2 separate regions of the Arachis hypogaea genome follow, and region 2 is linked to region 1. Evidence: chromatin contacts called from public Hi-C data. All regions are on one chromosome and are shown on one strand. The core of a region is the stretch at or near the end of the contact, and the rest is flanking DNA. Distances in the headings are between cores, read along the strand shown.

Evidence for each region. Hi-C and Micro-C count contacts between places; a contact is called where the count stands out from the background.
Region 2: a contact with region 1 is called in a Hi-C map of leaf, with 2.1 times the contacts expected there. The contact joins two enhancer-like sites. A contact is called at or near these places in 2 of 8 Hi-C or Micro-C datasets (both in leaf).

What each region holds. Positions count from the first base shown.
Region 1 is chr11:17,548,170-17,550,869 of arahy.Tifrunner.gnm2.J5K5, reverse strand. No RefSeq gene overlaps it. Among protein-coding and RNA genes, the nearest start is that of LOC112720444, 7.4 kb to the right of the region's middle. Within about 2 kb of position 1,434, at least 2 of the 3 cell types and tissues checked have open chromatin away from gene starts, as enhancers often do.
Region 2 is chr11:17,655,689-17,658,388 of arahy.Tifrunner.gnm2.J5K5, reverse strand. No RefSeq gene overlaps it. Among protein-coding and RNA genes, the nearest start is that of LOC140176322, 5.0 kb to the right of the region's middle. Within about 2 kb of position 1,253, at least 3 of the 3 cell types and tissues checked have open chromatin away from gene starts, as enhancers often do.

The DNA.
Region 1 (2,700 bases), core at 185-2,684:
AAAACTGATCATTTCATATTTTGAAAAGATAAGTTTTAAGAAAAAATTTGTTAGTATAAATTTTGACCCATAAAGATTCGATTTATAGGGAGTCGAAATGTAATTAAAATTATTGTCATTTGGTTGCAGAGATTCTCTTTTAAGTACGAAAACAAAAGACATTTGAGGTCAAAGGATTGCTGGTTTAAAGTAAGTCGAGCATCTATCAGGGTCGACACCATGTGGTCCAATACAGACACGATGCAAGAACGTGGGGTTTAAAGGACAAGGTAAGATAGAACGTGGGAGTACCATATGAAGATTCTTCAAAATGTAAGATCATGGCCGGAGAAAAAGGAAAAATCAAGGTAGTGGTCAAAACTCTTCAGGATCAGGTCCACCTTTGAGGTCTATAAATAGAAGAAATTTAGAAGAAAAAAGAAAGACTTCAATCAACAACACTAGATCATCACATAAATTCTATAAAAATTCTCAATCTCAGCGACACAACAGAAGAGCATGGAGTGCAAGTGCATGTGAATGTTGGAGCCATTTTATTTTATCTTTCATTTTTCTTTGTTTTAATTTCTTTATTTTGAATTTTTTTATTATTTTACTTTCTTTTAATTTCTATTTCATTTTGACATTTTTATTTATTTATTTTCACTTATTCAAAATTCTATTTTACTTCATTTCTGTTTTATTTGCTACAATTATTCACTGATAGTTTAACACAGTGCATTTTGACATGAACGCTAAGTAATTTTCAGATCGAGTTCACTTTTTTTTGGAGGAGTTATAACTACTTTTCGAATTAAGATCTTCATATAAGTTCGATTCGACACCCTATCGAAATAAAAAACAAAATTGAGTGAAACAGTATTATATTAATTTAAATGTACACAAAATTAAGACATTATGAAAATATAAATATAGCAAGTTTCTATATCTGTTCTCTCGTGTATTATTCATAGATAATTAGATATAAATGGGTGCAAGTAAAATTAAAATAGTTTAATTACTCTATTAGTTCCTATAATTTCGTGAAATTTTCAATTATGTTCTTATATTTTTTTTTCTTTTAATTTGGTCCTTGCACCAAATTGTTTTTTCAGTTGAATTCCTACACTTTTTTTTCTTTTATTTGAGTCCTTGCACTAATTTTTTTTTAGTTTAGTCCCTATATAATTAAGCCAATTACTACCAAGAGGAACCTAATTGAAAAAAGAATTTGGTACAAAGACCCAATTAAAAGGAAAAAAAGTATAGGAATCTAATTGAAAATTTCGCAAAACTATAAGAACCAACAGAATAATTAAACCAATTAAAATTGATATTATTGGGTCATAGCATAGCTAAAGTTGCAATTTGACAATTATACTATACTATTAGGTTGATGACGGAGATATGACGAAAGAGAAGCCAAGGGAAGGGGTTCCACCACATGAAAATGGTGGGGCTTGGCATGTTGAGTAATTTGAATGATTGGTTATACTTAGTTTAATCATAGTCCCATACAAGCATATGATGATTGGCTTGCCTTGTTTTATGACCATATCATATCATATCAAATCATAGAAGAGAAAGAGAAGAGAGGTCCCCGAAGTCGCATCCGAAAAGTTTAATTACAATAACGTGTCATGCCGCATTCACGACACTGCTCATTAATCCCGTTGTTGACTTGTAAGAGGATCTTAGCCTCTAAGCTCATGCCATCATGCATCATGAGAAACCCTGCCTGCGCTACCTACCAAAATAATGTTAAAACACTTAGAAGTATTCCTAATTTTTTTTCCCACACAGAAGATGTATTTCATTGAAACAGTAGACATGCGACACTTAACAGATAACAGAAATATTTAAATTTTAAGTTTTAAAAAATTGATAATTTTAATGTTAAACTAAAATTAAGAAGTCTAATATTTGATTTCAATAAATCCTAAGTGATTAAAACTGAGACTGATCTGAGTCTTTTTTTAATTTGTTGATCTACACATAAAGTGTAATAATACTACAGCAAAAATTATTTTTAATGATAAGTTTTTAGTAATAATAACATAATGGTAAGAGTAAAGTATCGTTTTTATCCCCAACTTTTGGAGTAAATTCTATTTGTGTCCCTAACGTTTAAATCGTCCTATTTGTATCCTTAACGTTTATAAAAGTGATTCAATGTTATCCTACTATCAATTATACTAACAAATCAGATTATATTTTTCAATTATTCTCACTTGAATGTATTTATTCTCAATTAGGTCTCACTTGGATGTGTTCGATTTTAATATTATACCCACTATTTGTGTTTAGATTCAATTATGTCCCTAGAAAAGTGAATTATGTAAATGTTGTAGGAATTATTTTCAACTTTTGATGAGCTATTTTTCGGAGTGGATCATCGATTCTATCACAGACATTTGTATTATAACTTCAAGAAGAGATTTTCAAAACTCAAACTAAAGCGCTCATGATGTGTAATTAACGGCAGGATAACATTGAATCACTTTTACAAACGTTAGAGATACAAATAGGACGATATAAACGTTAGGGACACAAATAGGATTTACCCCAAACGTTGGGGACAAAAAGAATACCTTACTCTAATGGTAATTATATATTGTTTGTGGCTATTAAAAAAAGTTTTTATCAATAATTATATAATTACCGCTAAAATTTTTTAATGATAAAGCATAAGACGGCTAATATCTAATTGCCGATAAATAT
Region 2 (2,700 bases), core at 4-2,503, 110 kb before region 1:
ACCCTTTAGCTGACGAGAAAAGTTCGACGATGGCGAAGGCGGTGGCTGCTGTTGGTGGTGGCTGAGAGAGAGGGGGTAGTGGGTTAGGGTTTTTGTGTGAAGGAGGGGAACAAAGAAGGCATGCTTTCAGGTGACACCGTTTCAATCTGTTATATGTTGGATTTTATTTTTTAATTAAAATTTTGAAAACCGGTAAAAAACCATCTGGTTCACCGGTTTATTGCCGGTTCGACGAGTTTTTGCGTCGGTTTTGCTAGGCGGTTTCCATGTCAACCGGATTGGCTAGGGAACTGGTTTCCAATTAGGAAATTAGGGCTGCACACTGTGAATTGGCCAGGGTTCCCTTCGGTTCAGCTAGTCAACCCCGGCCCTGTTCAGTGGTATCTGAACGGGTTCCTATTTCGCCTTGTCCTTTGGATATGCGCGGTACGGTTTGGCTCGGCTTTGATCCAAATGCTACTCTCATCCGAATAATTAATTCGCTTGCGGTGCGGGTTGAATTGGGTGCTTCTTTAAAAAAATTTACTCCAACGCGATCCTATTTCAACCACTTTCTATTGGATTTGATTTGCGGTTTTGTAGACTAAAGAACTAAATACATATAACAAGTCTCAACATTAAATTTTAAACAACTCAAAATAACGTCACAAGTCTCCACAGTATCTTAAAAACCAACACTAACACAACGATAGAAGTAACATTATGTGTTCCAAGGAATAACTAAATAAATCTCATTCTTAACATAAAATAATTGTGTTATAATAAGAACACATAAATATTTAAAAATTATATACCGAATTTAATACATTATATGTAAATATAGTAATAAAATAACAATATCATAACAAAATTGTGTGGTTCGAATTGGTTGTTTCGGTTTTCAGACATAGACCATGCAGCACTCAAAAAAATAAATCTCAATCAAATCCAAATTAATGCTGTTATAATCGGTTTTATTTTCGAGTTCAATTAGCTAAGCGATTTACTTTGGATCCGATTCCATTTAAACCCCCTAATTATACCTACATAAACCGAACTGCAAAAACCAATGGTTCCTTTTGGGCTGCCCCAGTTTCCCTAACCATGCTGGAAAGTGGAAACAATACATCCCTTTCCTCACACTAACACATCCTTTTTTGGGGGAAAATTGGCCAAAAATATTTTTTCTGCTAAAGCCCACAGCCACAATGACCTACCTACCATTCTAGCCCTGTTTCAATAGCTCTCACGCACTAATGAATTGTATTGGCTAGGCTCACCTCATCTAAGCCTTTTAACATGTATACACACAGAGGGAAGACTCACGACTTACATTGTGTAGGATACAAAACTAGGTTTGATTACAAAAAACTAAATCTCTAGGATATATTAGTTTATAGTAATGACCGAATTAAGACTTTGGCAGATTGAATAAATAAAGAAATAAGATTAAGAAGATTATAAATTGAAATTATTTTATTTAATGAGTTCATTATAATATGATAATTGCGATAATTATTTTAGTATTTTAATGAGAGCCAGGTTGGAGGGTGCGGTGATGGCTCATCTTCCAAGACAAAGTTGCATGCTTAATTTGTATTTTCCTACTTAATTAGCCGGCAGTTTGCTATTAAGAAAGAAGTTTAATTTCATTCTTACACCAAAGGAAAAATCGGCTAGTATCCATTAAACTCAGCTGCATGCATGGTACAGAATAGTTGCACGTAACACTTCATATATATTGAAGCCAAGGTATACATATAGTATTGTTGTGCCCTAAAAAATATACACCACCGTTGTGTAGAATCATACATGTCTTTTTTATTGCACAAAAAATATAGCTTACCTCTAAAAATTGATGCACACAGAAATCTTTTTTTCCACGGGAAGCTACTTCAAAACCAGATTCAGTAAAAAGTTGATGAAACTAATAATTTTGTTTCTACATAGAATAGTTATGTACAAGCGTGGAAACAACAAAGGTTCACTAAGAAATTCGATGACACAGACGAATTAAAAATCGGAAATACAAGCCAATCTTAAACCATCAATTATAAGTGTCAAGTCTTTAAATACATATTATGCGATACTCGACTTTTGTAACAATATTACTTAAAAGCATTACTGTAATTAATAACAGAGGATATTGAGGTAGAAAACGCAAACCCAAAAGTGGATGTTTACTTGTGGTGATTTAATCCAGAGAAAACCACCAGTGGCTTCTTGTACTTGTTAGAACGATACGTAGAATCGAACGCCAACACATCACCAAATAGCTGATAATCCGACATCATCTCGCCATCTGCCCAAAATAGGCTGCCCAAGCGATTATCCGGGGTCTGTGTGTAGTGTGTCGTTGTCACCATGTCTGCATTTACCTTACCCTCCAAAGTAACCGATAGTGGCTGCTGCATCCCCATCACATATTCGCGCAACCCTTTGCCCGTGCACATAATTATACAAATCCTATTTTGTAAATCAAAGCATGCCATACCTACCAGATTGCCCAGCCATGTAAGCCATTATTTTAGAGGTTGCGATCCCAAACTGCTTGAAACTATCCACCTGTGCCTTGTGCCTTGTTAACGTCGCTCATCTTCCGGTGACTAGGAAAGAGATGTGTAAACATCACTGGGGCAAGCTCATGGTTGTGTTCGTCAACGATGGTTCTTAACTTCTACATGCTCTGTTGCATATCGTAGTAAATCTTCAATTTGGCCT